Linked DNA regions of Mus musculus: all the other regions are linked to region 5. A link is a contact called in public promoter capture Hi-C data. All regions are on one chromosome and are shown on one strand. The core of a region is the stretch at or near the end of the contact, and the rest is flanking DNA. Distances in the headings are between cores, read along the strand shown. Region 1 holds the start of Btf3 (basic transcription factor 3). Region 2 holds the start of Zfyve16 (zinc finger, FYVE domain containing 16). Region 3 holds the start of Ankra2 (ankyrin repeat, family A (RFXANK-like), 2). Region 4 holds the start of Lncenc1 (long non-coding RNA, embryonic stem cells expressed 1). Region 5 holds the start of Aggf1 (angiogenic factor with G patch and FHA domains 1).

The links. Promoter capture Hi-C pulls out the DNA fragments that hold promoters and counts their contacts. Capture Hi-C pulls out chosen DNA fragments and counts their contacts.
Region 1: a contact with region 5 is called in a promoter capture Hi-C map of liver, with 2.7 times the contacts expected there. The contact joins the promoter of Btf3 here to the promoter of Aggf1 in region 5. A contact is called at or near these places in 4 of 39 promoter capture datasets (the C10 cell line, hippocampal neurons, liver and 1 more) and 1 of 9 other capture datasets (liver).
Region 2: a promoter capture Hi-C map of liver shows a contact between it and region 5, with 4 times the contacts expected there. The contact joins the promoter of Zfyve16 here to the promoter of Aggf1 in region 5. A contact is called at or near these places in 2 of 39 promoter capture datasets (hippocampal neurons and liver) and 1 of 9 other capture datasets (liver).
Region 3: a contact with region 5 is called in a promoter capture Hi-C map of liver, with 4 times the contacts expected there. The contact joins the promoter of Ankra2 here to the promoter of Aggf1 in region 5. A contact is called at or near these places in 6 of 39 promoter capture datasets (the C10 cell line, hippocampal neurons, liver and 2 more), 1 of 115 datasets of contacts at active chromatin or transcription factors (astrocytes) and 1 of 9 other capture datasets (liver).
Region 4: a contact with region 5 is called in a promoter capture Hi-C map of liver, with 2.6 times the contacts expected there. The contact joins the promoter of Lncenc1 here to the promoter of Aggf1 in region 5. A contact is called at or near these places in 2 of 39 promoter capture datasets (both in liver).

The regions. Positions count from the first base shown.
Region 1 is chr13:98,315,592-98,318,291 of GRCm38.p6, forward strand. It overlaps Btf3 (basic transcription factor 3), which reads right to left and starts at 1,376. Exons shown (of 6, transcript NM_145455.3): 1 at 1,034-1,376; 2 at 639-707. The coding sequence starts at 1,159. Gm9828 (predicted gene 9828) reads left to right here and starts at 1,525. Exons shown (of 4, transcript NR_137279.1): 1 at 1,525-2,018.
Region 2 is chr13:92,529,543-92,532,312 of GRCm38.p6, forward strand. It overlaps Zfyve16 (zinc finger, FYVE domain containing 16), which reads right to left and starts at 1,268. Exons shown (of 18, transcript NM_173392.4): 1 at 1,157-1,268.
Region 3 is chr13:98,261,777-98,264,476 of GRCm38.p6, forward strand. Ankra2 (ankyrin repeat, family A (RFXANK-like), 2) reads left to right here and starts at 1,300. Exons shown (of 8, transcript NM_001271388.1): 1 at 1,300-1,700. Utp15 (UTP15 small subunit processome component) reads right to left here and starts at 1,216. Exons shown (of 13, transcript NM_178918.3): 1 at 1,099-1,216.
Region 4 is chr13:97,433,705-97,436,410 of GRCm38.p6, forward strand. It overlaps Lncenc1 (long non-coding RNA, embryonic stem cells expressed 1), which reads left to right and starts at 1,266. Exons shown (of 2, transcript NR_110432.1): 1 at 1,266-1,388.
Region 5 is chr13:95,374,080-95,376,821 of GRCm38.p6, forward strand. Aggf1 (angiogenic factor with G patch and FHA domains 1) reads right to left here and starts at 1,278. Exons shown (of 14, transcript NM_025630.3): 1 at 767-1,278. The coding sequence starts at 979.

The sequences.
Region 1 (2,700 bases), core at 126-2,625, 2.9 Mb after region 5:
AGATCTTCATAATAATAATAATAATAATAAAATTACCTAATCATTAAGTAGAACAGGAAAAGCCAATACTTTCAGTTAACTTACTTTTAAAAAAAATGGGGTGGGAATGCAGTTTGGGAGTTGAGAGGTCCTCTAGCATGTACCAAAACATGTGTTGGATCTCAGGACAACTCAAAGGTAACAAAATAACCACCCCCAACATTGTACAAGTCAAGGGTACACGGTACACAAAGATTTGGCAGAGAACATACTTTCCCCCCCATTCATAAAATCCAGTAACATTTGTTTATATGCGCCATAATCCTGAACCTCTTGCAAGCAAGGCACCGTTTTTAAGTGCTATTTTCTTCTCTACTCGATGACCGACCTCACCCCTACTATCTATCTATCTATCTATCTCCTCCTTGTCTCTTAGTATTGGTCTCATTTCCCTTGGATTTGCTAGCTTTGCGAAATGTCCCCTGCCAAGCAAAGTGACAAAAAAAACCCAAAAAACCAACCAACCAAACCAAAAACAACAACAACAACAACAAAAAAAACAAAAAACAAAAAACCCAACAACGTGAGAAATGCAAACGGAACTTTGGAAGAGAGAGAGGAGAGAAAAAGAAAGGAGGAAAAAAAAAAAAGAAACTTACTTTCCCACCAATGCGCACTTGTGCCTGCAGTTTGGCGAGTTTCTCCTGGTTCATGATTGTTTCTTTCATCTACAAAGAGAGAGGAAAAAAAAAAATCCTCAGCCAAGAACAAGAACGGCCGGGCCCCCCCTCCAGCATTCCACGCTCGTTATTTCCCGCTACACTCGCAGGAGAACGTCGTCCCCCTCGGGCTGAGGCCTGGATCCCCAATTCACCCCTCCAGGCTCGCCGGGGCGCACAGGGCCCCTCGCCCCTCCCCCGCCCGGCCCGGCCCGGCCTCGGGCTCAGCCCCACGGCGACCGAGCATCCCCCGCTCCCCGCCGCCCTGCCCGGCCTGGGCCGAGGCCTCGCCACGGCCTGCCCGGCCCGGCCACTCTCCGCAGGCCTCGCGGTACCTGAGACTCCCGTCCTCGGCTTCCGCCGAGAGGGAGAGAGGGCGTCGCTTCGGCCCCGGGCCAGCCGCCCCTGGCTCGCCCTCGCCCCCGAGAGTCCGCCTGGGTGGGAGCGCCCGTCCGTCGCATCGCTTTCCTCAGCTCCGTCCGTCCCCTCCCTGCCTCGCTCCTGCCGGGAAACGCCCGCCCCACCCCCAACTCCCGGTCTCCTCCCACGCCGGCGTCCACGGCCTTTTTTCTGTACCTTGTCGGAGTGGAAATGGCGCCGCGCGGGGAACTAAGGTTCACGCTCAGGGGGTCTCGGGCAGACCAGCTGAGAGAAGGCGCACACACGCGGGGACGCAAGATGGCAGCTAGAGGGAGGCCGGAAGTAACGCGACGCCACTTCCTCCAGAATTCAGGAAGCGGAGTTGGCGTCGCCGCGCATGCGCAGCCGGGGGCCGGTCCGCGGCTGTTTCTTTCCTTTCGTCCAGCGGCGGGCCGGGAGCAGCACCGGAGAGCTGGGACCCGCGGTCGCCGTCCGCGGTCCTGGGAAAGGCCGCGGATAGATCGGACAGTGAGGCTCCCTGTAGAGCTGTGGTTAAATCAGTCTGCCCTGTGGCCACCCCGTAGGGCGTCCAGCTTTGTCCAGTAGGCTGCAGTGTCTGCTCAATGCCGGGTGTAAATAAAAAACTATCGAAATCAGCCAGGCTAATGTTGCTTTCCAAAATTAAGTGACTTGGGTGATGTAGAAATCGCGACTCAGAATGTCTAGAAAGCATGTTCGGAATGCTTTCCAGATCTCCACCCTTCAGCAATTCGGTTTATTCAAGGTTGAAACAGGGTAACAAGATTTGTAACCTCTTAACCCTTCTACACCTCTACCATCGACTCCCTGATCTCGAATCGTCATGGATTCGACCATGAAGCATTCACGATGGAGCAAACTTTACCTTGAATTCTTCCAAGATGAATTTGAGCCTGCGTGCTTGGGGGTAAAAACGTGGCTGTGAGTTAAAGTTTGCCGAACTCCAGCACGAATTGTGGTTGTCGTTTTTTTGTTTTTTTGTTTTTGTTTTTTGTTGTTGTTGCATAATTTGATGGTTGTTTTAAAAAGTGTCTCGATAAGTAATCCTGGCTAGTCTGAAGCACACAGCTATTCTCCGGCCTCAGAGCCCCTCTGTCCAATGCTGGGATTATAGTCGTCTAGCACCATTCCCAGACAAATTTTAAGATAACCTTAGAAAATCCCTATATGAAGATTAAAAAACGAAAAAGAAAAAGAGGTTAAGTGAAAATTCTGTGTGCTTAAGCCTTTTTCCAATCTTAGCTACGAAATGTTTTTGAATATTCCAAAGAGAAAGTTGTGTTAGAATTTTTAGAGAATACAATTTATCCAGAAAAGTTGCCGAAATGAATACTCTAGCTAAAATCAATTTTTTTTCCCCTTGGAAACCTTTTTACACAAGAGTTTCTTGCAACAGCGATGAGTCATTTAAAAAATCGGGAGAGACAACTACGTTGCTATGTAGAAAATTGTAACAAGTTCTTTTTCTTGAAACAACAACAATGTTTCTTTTATCCGAACAAGTAAGTTTGTCTCAGAAAACCATGCTTGTTGTCTACCCTATGAAGTACCTAACCATTCTCCAAATAACTGAGATGAGGCAACAGAATTCAGTGCTACAGAA
Region 2 (2,770 bases), core at 18-2,517, 2.8 Mb before region 5:
TTGTGAAAGACAGTAATATGATCATGAAGAAAATGTTCAATGTACATTAGAATTAGAATTTAAAAACAACCAAGATTTTTTAATATAATAAAGTATTTGCTTCATTGTATGACTATTTTTAAGTGAATATGTGAAGAAAAAAAAGAATTTCCAGAGTTTTAATTTTCAAAATGGTAAATATTCTGCATTAACAATTACATTTTCTTGAATATTTTTCAATTGTCATTATCTTCAACCATATAGGATACTATGTGTAATTGGCATTATGACTGGGGACAAAAAAATTAGTTTTATTTGTAAGGTAGCTACTTCAAAAGATTGTTTTTGCTCATATTATTATGTGTATAGTAAAAAAATGTAATGGGTATATGTGTACAGCTTTTAAAAACATGGGAAAGGTGAGCAACACTCTTATCATTTTAAGTTTAAAATGCAACAGGGGCCAAAAAAAAAAAAAAAAAAAAAAAAAAAGGACAAAGAAAAATGTCAAAATGGTAAGCGGCTGGTTACTTTTGCACGGTGGAATGGTGACTAGCTCATTCCTAATTCCCTCCTCTAATTTTTAAATAGCTTGCCACTAAATGTGTAGTTTAATATCAAAGAGAAGGGGGAAAAAAGAAGTTATGTGAAAAATCGGACAGACACGATCAAACCACTAAACTTTTGCCAACTCGAGAAATGCCAAACTCAGCCGAGTAAGTGACGGAACCGGATGACATCACCAACTTATTCTTTGAATTAAAAGATGAAGTTAATATTTAAATTTACGGGCTGGTTTTCTGACATGGCTAACCAAGAACATGAGTCTGGAATGTAACAAATTGCAATCACGGTCGCACAAACAGGTTAACTGTTAAAAGTTAAGGTCATCTCTTCAGAGGCACCAAAGACAGCGAGCGAACACTGAGGCATCAGTGAAACGGAGGAGGCGGCGACAACAGGCGCCGCGGGGACTCGCGGGATCCAGTGCGGCCCGACCCGGCCCAGCCCAGCCCGCGATGGGGTCGGGTATCTCGGCCGCACAGAGCCCAGGGTGGCAGGCGGGTCCCGGAGGAAGGCGAGGCCGGGCCGTCGCAGCCTAGCGAGTCCGAGGCCGCCCCGCCCCTCCGCCCGCAGTACGCTGAGGAGAGGCCGGTGGCGGCTCCGAGGCTCTTACCTCCCCACACCCCGCCGAGCTCTCGGGGACTCGACGCGACGCCGCAGTGAGGCGTGAAGAGTAACCCGGCCACGACACCCAGGACAGCGCGACGCCAGCCTAGAGCTCGTCCCCAGCCGACCTAGCAGAGAAGGGCGCAGGCGCAGAGAATGCTTCCCGCTGCCACGCCCCCTCCGGGAGGCTTGATCTATGCGCATGCGCGCTGCTCGGGTCCGAGCCAGTCCACGCGGGCGCGCCGGAAGTGGCCAGGCGACTCCGTTGGGATCCTGCGCTCGGACGCTGTTCCAAGGACGCTCTTCTGCTGGCCTCAGGAGGTGACTAGTGCCACAGCTCAGCTGACCCGGCACTCCGGTTTGCACCAGCCAAATCCAGCGGCCGACACTGTATCTCACCTCCGGGCAGCTCCTAAATGCCGGTCCTTGGGTGAGCGGATTGGCCGACGCCGCCCTGCACTTCTGGCTGTACTTCTGCATTTCCAACCCTCTGTAGCCTCCAGAGCGGCTGCTGTCTAAAACCAGAAGCCAGCTACCCTCTCGGAAGGAGATGCCCGATGCCTCGCGCGCGCTCTCTGCTTCGGCCTTCGCATTTTCACCACGAGTTTTCTAAAATTCAAAGAGAGCGAAGAGAAAATTAGTATCCGGACCAGCTTGGGGACTGCTGGCTCGCCTAGGCTTTCGAGAGATTACAAGCGTTATCGCTGCTGTGATTTGTACTCAAGAGACTTCACAGTCAGAGCTCAGGTCCTCAATTCAGTAATTGGCAACTGTAGTTTATCTTTCAGAGATTCTGCATCTCTACTTCTGGTTCCCCTTCTAAACTCTGATTTTTGCCAAGAGCAAAACTTTTGGTTGTGTAAGGTGACTGGCCTGTTCTTTGACAGACAATGCAAAAGAGATGCTTCGCTTACATTAGCTAATTAATCTTAAGAATAATTCCACAAGGGCTGGAGAGATGGCTCAGCCGTTAAAGGCTAGTCTCACAACCAAAAATATAAGAATAATTCTACAAAGTACAGTGTGTATTTTCACTTTTATACGTTGGACACTGTCACAGATAAAATGGGGCCGTCGTCTTTTTGGAACCTCAATTCAGAAGCAGTGGCTTGTGCATACAAATTAGGGGCAAAAGTATATAGTACAATGTAAGGACAAATAAGAGTTATTTTAAATGAACAAAACAACATTTTAAAGTATATGCAAATCAGTTCACAAAATAGCATGTCTACCACATTTTATTGATGTTCAAACTTAATATAGCAGAAACAGTGTATTCTCCATAAATCTGTTTTACCAATTTGCTTAATTTATAGATGAATTCATTGGTGAGAATAGTGTGGATACTCTCATATCCTGGTGTGGATATAAGTTAACACAAATTCACATATAAAGTAGGACTTTTGAAAGAACCTGCTTAGTAGCCAGGTACAGTAGCCCAAATTCCCTCCCCAGGAACACCTGTAAGGAGAAGCAAGGTAAAGACAGAACTTCCAGAAGGAAAGACAGAAACCAATGGGGACCTGAGAGGGAGAGCAGTCTGTCTGTCTTTCTTGCCTCACTCCTATTCTTGAAGTATGTTCTTGATATTGAAACTATGAATCCAGTCCCCTATTTCCTC
Region 3 (2,700 bases), core at 50-2,549, 2.9 Mb after region 5:
ATCAGTTTAACTTATTCTAATTGCTATTTTGATGAAGCAGAGCAAACCAAGGTTCATTCACTTCACACTCACTTTTGCTTTAACATACCAGGAATGCCCTTTCACTACGTACTTCCTATTTAAGGTCAGCACAGGAAGTCATTCTGTCCCTCAGAAATCCCTCTCTGCCTTCCAACAGGTGTTCTCAAACACTATCAAGGGCCAGATGGTAAATATTTTAGGTCTGGCCAACCAACCGACAAAGCAGAAGATATTCTATAGTTAATGACATGGCAAGAAATTTTTTCACTAGTACTCACAAACGCATTTGTTGTTGTTGAAAGGAAATACAATTCTTTGAGGTCAAGGCCTATTTCATTTAGTTTCAAGCCAAATCACTGTACATAAGACAGTATGTTTATCTGCAAAAACCATTATTGGCTCACTAGATAAAAACAGGCACCGGAATAGATCTGTCCCAGGAATAGTACCTCCTAAGTCTATTTTTCAAGAAATGAAAGGTTTTCGAGGAAAGAAGTGAGAAGTAGCGCTGGCTTGCTAAGTTACACAAATGAAGAACAGCATTGGCGGGGACGTGCAAGGGAAGACAGAACAAGCAATGAGATGCTATGAAAACGAATGTTAGGAAAATCACTGGACCAAGTCAGGACCTAAGAAACTGGGATTCACGGAATAACAGGCATTACGACACAAGGTGTGATCAAATAAACCCTGAAGGGTACTGAGAACATGTAAGAGGGAGATGTTTAATTCTACCTGGACATAATGTCATTTCAGCGGGGTCTCTAAGCATAATGTGGCACGATGGGCACAAAAGAAGCAGAGCGGAGGTGCAGAGAGGGACGAATACCCAGCCATCCTCAAATCACTAAAACAGAATTCTGTCCTTGGCCTTGGAGAAGAGATTGCTCCAGGGACTGACAGAGGTGGCTAGGAGAGCGACTACAGAGGAGCAAAGCCTGGGTCAAAATTAAATCGCGGAGGCAGATAAGTTCAGTGATCTCCGGGGGAAGCCCCAGAACAGACGTCCAGGATGTCAGAGATCACAGTGAGGACTGAGCAGAGCCTGGGCCGCCACCGGGAGCCGCCATCGCCTACCTCCGCGGGGCCCCGAGGGTCCACCGAGGCACCGATCCCCAGGACGACTCCCCAGACTTCGCCAGCTCCCTACAGCATACCGCTCTGCAGCACTCGCTCAAAATCACGCGGACAGTCCAGGAGCCGGAAACGCGGAGGCGCAGAGGCGCGTCGCGGGAAGATGACGTGCAGCGCAGGCGCAGAAGGTTTACGACCCAAAGAACTACAAGAAAGCGCCCTGGTGGGCGGGGCCCTGGGCGGGGCCCCGGGCCGCTCTCCAATGACCCGGAACTGAGGCGATCCATGGTTCTCCGAGAGGATGGGCTACGGGGCGCTAGGGAAACAAGAAGCGATCCCTGGGAGTCGTCTCGCCTTCACCGAACGCTCTGGGCTTTTTCCAGAGGAGATAAAAGATAGGAAGTGACGTCTGGGCCCGAAGCAGGCCCGGGGCTCGGGACCGATCTGGCTAGGCCAGGCCAGAGCCGCTCTCCCGCTGAGCTCAGGGCGCGTGTACCACCCGCCTGACCGGCCCCTGTCCCCGGATCCGCTCGCCGCGTCGGAGCGGGAGCGGGTGTCACCCCGCGGCCGTAGAGCGGGAACGCCCGCCCGGACACCTGTCGCCCGTGAGACGCCTTTCGTTTTTTATAGCACCTTTGCCCCCACTGTAGGACAATTTCAAGAATTAGGAAGAACCCGAAGCCTCTGTGATTAGCTTCCATTGGGGACTGTGCCCCCTGCTTGCATTATACTCTCCCTTCCCAGGCGTCTGGCTGGCGAGCCTACCCACCCTTTCTTTCTTAACTCTTTCTCACCATCTCTGTCATTTCGTTTTTTCCCTCCCTTGTGCTTCAAGTCTTGGCGAATCAACAGTCTTTGCTTATCTCTGTAATCCAGTCTAGATAACCGTTCCCTTTTCCTTTCCTGTTCTCTGGTCAAAGACTGGTAATTCCGTCTATTGAAACCTATTGTTCTATAGGGGTCCGCAAAGAGGTGACTATTTTAACCCCATTTTAGGAAGGATTGAGTCTCGGGAAACTCGTGATTTGCATGTCTAGCACATCGAATTAGTTGGTGTTGAAAATAAATTATCAGACCCAATTAGAAAATATGGGAAAGAAACTGTAAAAAAAAAAATTGTCCAAATTAAGATCAGAAAATATGAGGCACTAGGTAGGTTTTGTGTGCGGTGGCTCCTAAGAGTGATCTTAAACCAGGTGAGGGAGGTGGTACACACCTTTAATCCCAGCACTCCGGAGTCAGAGTCGAGGCTACAAAATAAGTAAGACCTCGTGTCAAAAGAAAAAAGATCTCCATCTGGCAGTTTTTTCCCCCTTTAATGGGAGCTTGAAAGGAAGTTTTCAAGAGAATAGCACTGGACATCCCCTGGGAGAACTGGGGAGGAGAGGGGGTGGAGTTGCGGCTCAACCCACACGTGCCTAGAAGAAATTGTTCTTTCCTTAGAAACAGTTCCCATTGAGTGCTATAAACTAACTTTCTGTTCCTGTGGCCTTCTGACAAAATGTAGCAACTTTGTTATGTGATACTTTGTGTGACTGTAGTGTCTTCATGTCTCTCCTGGAAGTTTTGTATTCTTGTATTGCTGCTTACTTACTGACCTCAGTG
Region 4 (2,706 bases), core at 16-2,515, 2.1 Mb after region 5:
CCAGGACAACCAGGGCTACACAGAGAAACCCTGTCTCGAAAAACAAACAAACAAACAAACAAACAAACAAGCAAAAGTTATTTCATGAAACGAGCCAAATTAAGCCAGATTAGAGTATATCTAAAGGCAGGTTATTGGAAAACCTTTCCTGGGTTAGTGAGTTCACCGATCCCAAGGATAGAGGCCAGGAAAGTCACCGTGGGGAGGGAGACAGAAGGGAGGGAGATATGCCAGCGGAATGTGTAGAGGATATGTAGAGGGTAGGTAGAGACCCAGGTTGAGACTGAAGGATGCTGGGAGAACCTGAAGGCCAGATCCACTTTGGTATGTTAAATATGCACCTCAACGCTTTGTCCACGGTCTGAAAACCAACACAGAGTAATGCTTAGTTTTGTATTTATCTTTATCCATTGAACACTATTCATATTAACATCCATTTCCAATCTAGTCTTTCTGATATCCTTAAAATTCTTCCTTACCTGACTGCCCTCTCTGGATGATGTAACTCTTTACCCATCTGCCATCTCTGCTGCGGGTTTCCTTTTTCAGCTCTCTCCTCTAGCCGCTGGGGCATTGACTTCCCAGGCTGGGTCCTAATTGCACTGCAGGACACCATCTTTCGGCCTAAATGAACATTTACATCCCATCTTCCAAACGTCTTTGCCCTGTTTTGGCTCTGACTGAATACCCCAGGCTGCCCCGCATGCCCCTGTGGACACTCGGGTTACCCGGCTTAGGCTCTTTAATATCAGTCTACAGGGTTACAGATAGATACCTGCTCCTCCCTGAAACTCCTAGAAGTCAGTGTGACTCAGCACATTTTTAAGGGTCTTCCTGGGACTGTACAAAAACTCTGTGTGTGGGGGGGGGGGCTAAGCTAGGAGAAAAATGACAAATAATAATCAAATCTGACCAACAAAATAGACAAACATGGTCCCGGGGGATGGAGAGGAAGGTTGTGGCATCAGCCCCTAGGCTCACTTACCTGTGAAGTGTCTGCAGGAGTGAGGAGGGAGCCATGGTAAGAGGGGGGCAGTTTTCTACATATATCCTGTGATTTCTGCTCTAGATATCTCGATTAAGAAATAAATGAATAAATTGGGGACTCGGCCAATGGCTCAGTGAGAGGGAACTGATGAGAGAGGCTTCTGGCAGACCAGGTGACTTCAGGAGGAAAAAAAAAATTAATTCAATTTCATCGAGTGCATTTCCTCTGGACCCAGGAATCACAGGAAATGCAATGTCTTTGAAAGGATGGAGTAGATTTCATTTTCTAGCGATCACTTTCCTTCTGCTGGTGACACACTGTTACTTCAAAGGCCTGGACCGGGGCGTGTTTCCTGTAAGGGTGAGCAGATTTGAATGACCGCTCAGGATGGACCTGCTCTGTAAGCACCCACCCCATGGGGCAGGCAATCTTGGGAATTACTGCTTTCCCGGCCCCTGCCTGCTGGGCTCGGGGCCTGGTGAGGTGATGGGGGTGGGGTAGGGGATTTCACAGTTCCCTAGCTCAATTAGGAGACAAAGCAGGATTGTTCTTAGCTTTGTTTTACGGAATTTCAATTGGGGGGGGGGTGTAAAAAAGATTCCCCGAGGACGCAAAACCCTAAATTGTTCTTGCTTTATCTTCTTGTTAAAATGTGTTGTGCATTCCTGGGCTGGAAGGCAGAGGAAATAAAGCTTCGCCGCTACCCCACGCGCCCTTCCCTATCTAGCCCTGTCAGGTCCCAAGTATTTGAGGGAGTTCTAATTACAGAGGAAACAGACTCCCTATCTGGTCTGGACTCTTGTCAGTGGAGAGTGCTCTTAAACGTTCCACATGGATTCAGGGAAATACGATTTGGAGAAGTGCTGATTTTTATTGGGCATGACTAACTCAAGCTGCATCTTTGTATTTTTTTTTCACTCCCTTTTAAGAATAATCGCTTCAAAATGATTAATGATGCCTGAAGCCACCGTCCTCACTTCCTGCGGTGAAACGCGGAACTTTTTGTGCATGTCTGGGTTTGTACAAGGGTGGGCTCCCAACTCACTGAGACAGTTTCCCATCCTGTCCAGACAGTTGGGTTATTGTTCAGGAAAGCTGAGTCTCTGGGGGGTGGGGTGGGGGCTGCAGAGAGGGGACCCTGTTCTGTCCCCCTCAGGGAGAAAAGAAAGGCTTCGCTCCAGTTACAGGAGAGTGAAATTGGTTAACCTCTCAAGGTGCCAGGACAAGCTTGTTGCTGGATTAGTTGGGTCCTAATTCTCTCTTCTCTCTCACTCCTTCTTCCCCGCCCCCTTCCCTCTCTCCCGTGTGCGCGCGCACGCGCGTGTGAATTAAGAACAAAACCTTGGTGTCTTTGAAAACCAGTAGAAACAAAAGGTCACCACCCTGCTGGGATGCAGCCATCTCTAGGTCCAGGCAGAGCTCCCCTGCCCCCCGGAACTCCCCAGGGGAGCATCCTGCCTTCTTCCTAGGATCGTCCTGGGAAAGCTGTTGCCTGGTCGTAGCCCGGAGACCGCAAGGATTCTAGCTCTAGCCGAGTCCCGCCCTCCCATCTCTGCCGGCCTAGGAGATATCTGCGGCAGCTGCAGGGGCCATTTTTTATAAATCGTATTTAGTAAAGACTGTGAGTGATTTTTGTAGATGACAGGAAAGTACTAGAATACTGGTGACTGGTTCCCCTGGTGGATTCTGAGAGGCTAGTTTGTCATGTAAATGTTTGC
Region 5 (2,742 bases), core at 28-2,527:
TAAGAAAGGCGGATGTACCTTCCTACAAGTGAACCCAAGAGGATAACTGAGGTCACCTTACACATGGAGTATGTTCAAGAGTGTAAAACTAAACTATGTTCCTGCTTTTAAACGTCACTGCTGTACACTATTATCACCCTGACTTTATAAACAGCAGGGAAACACGAGGTAGGAAATGGCATTCTAAGTTCTCAAAAGGGGATGGGTGGGTGTTGGCTCATGCCTGAAATCCCAGCCTAGGAGGGAGTCTGAGTTTGAGTCAAACTTGGGCTGCATTTTAAGACCTAAGCCAGGCTGACCTGCGTAGATTCTCAATTGAATCCCAAATGTGTGTGTTTGGGGGGCGAAGGGGGGGGGCGGTGGAGAAAAATGCAAGCCCACAACCTCAGCACTTGGGAAGTGTTGACATGGATCAAAAGTTGAACTTCAAGGTCATCCTCTGTTACACAGCAAGTTCAAGGCCCCAAATGGAGATTTCGTATCAACCAAAATAAGAATTAAAAACTCAACCAAACAAAACAAATAACAAAAAACTCTTAAACGTGACCCCCCCCCCCAAATAAATGCGCCCATTGCCAGTAGGACAGACGATCAAGACCATGTAGCCCATGCTGAAGTTCATTCTCGCCTGCCCTGAGACAACTGCCCAAACCAATTGGCTGGCACTGGCCAACTGGCTCCACAGGTCTTTGGGATTTTGACCAGCTCTGGGCTGTCATGACTTCCCAGGGTCCGTGGAGCAGGTCTGGCCCCGGCAGCCGCGTACCTGCGTGCGGAGCTCCTGGTTGTCGCTCTCGGCGTTGCGGTAGAGTCGCTCCGTGTGCTGCAGCAGCTTCTCCACCTCCCGCACCTGCCTCCGGCAGCTCCGCAGCTCGCGCTCCAACTTCTCCACCTTCCGCCTGAGCTGCGCCAGCTCCGGCTCCGGAGAGGCGGGCGGCGGCGGAGAAGGCGAAGGCGGCGAGGGCGCCTCGGAGGCCATGCGGCCGTGAGCGCCGAGCCCGCGGGGCGCGGACCGGGCTGCTTAGGACGACACCGGGGCCCACTGGCCCAGGGGCCACTGGAGCGCGCGGGCTGCGAGGGGCGGCCTCACGCTCGGACGACCGCAGCGGGCCCCGGCCATGTCGCCCCCGAAGACGGCGGCCGGGACTGCGAGCTTGGGGACGAAGCCGACTCTACCCGGGCCGCGCGGACACCCGCCCGGTGACAGTCTCCGGGAAGCCAGCGGACGGGAGAACTAAAGCGAACCCAGCGGAAGCCTCTAGTTCCGGGCTGAGCCGGAAACGCTAAGCCGGAGGAGGGCGGAGCCAAGACGGAAAAAGGAAGCGACGGAAAGCTAGAAGGGTCTGATCGCGCTGGTACACGGGGCTAGGAGCTGGGTACAAATTGGTGTTTATGTGCCCAAACAACGGCCTGTGTTTTTACTTCCGATTGTTTCCCTTGTATTGTAGTGTAGGAGTTTGAGTCCGATTGGTGAAATGTTTCCCCATTCAAAATCGAGGGTTCTTCCAATGTACAAGTATTCTTAGAAGTGCACTTTGTAAGTTCGCCTTATAATGGGAACTTTAACATTGAATTCTCTTCCCAGACTAAAGGGATTCACACGACATAGCTTTGTTAAGAGCATGTCCTTTACATAGCTTTGCAAGACCATCACTATCATCTGTCCCGTTCCTGTTACTGGAGGACTACTTATGAGCTCTCCTTTAGTCTGTTACCATAAAACAACCATATAATCGCGATGGTTCTGTAGGATGCCTTTTTTTTAAAAAAAAAAAAAATATGAATAAAAAAACCTTACTTTTATACATAGTCAGTATGTGACCCAGCAAAGCCACTCCTGACTCCCAGTCAACATATCACAGAGAGACTTGGCATATTAATTATAATAGCTAAGTTACAAAACCCGACAAGGTGACTAACAACAGTGTTGTGAATTAAGGAAGATATGGCATATATACGCAATGTATTTTTAAACGATAAATTAAAATAAAATTAAGTTATTTGTAGCAAAATGGTTTATATTTACAAATAGATATATCTGGAGATACGGAATTAAGCCAGTTCCAGAAAAGCAAATACCATGTGTTTTCTCTTACACATGGTTCCTAGGTTTTGTATAGATTTATAAAATCATTTATCTATATTATCTGATCTGCTAATAGCATAAATAGATAAGGATAAAGATAATTATTTTTATGACATGAGAGTAACAGCAACTGTGTAGGGGAAGAGAAGAGATTAGTAAGGGGGAGAAATGAGGCCAAGGTAAAGGAAAGAATATACTTAATGTAAAAAAAGTATGAAAATGCCCTTATGCGACACAGTACTGTGTACAGTGAATATATACGATGGGGCTTTTTAAAAGACTGAAGAGAAGTATTTATTTTCATTTTGTGAATTTTTCCAGTGTTCGGCTACAAAGGTTAAATAAAATCTTTACTCAAAAGTACAGAGTCACATGTGGTGATACAAGCCTGTGATTCAAGTACTCAGAAGACAGAGGCAGGTGAACTGACAGCCTGTGGCAGAGCAAGTCCCTGGCCTGCCAGAGCTGCAGAGCAAGAAAAGCTGAGGCAGGAGGATCCTGGGTTCTTGTCTGGCCTAGGCAACATAGCAATATGCTGTCCTGAAGAATAGCAACAATCTTAGTAAGAAACAAAGAGTTAGGCTTGGGTTTAGCTCAGTAGTAAAGCTTGTGTTAACATAAGTGAGACCCTAGGTTTGATACCCAGTACCAAAACA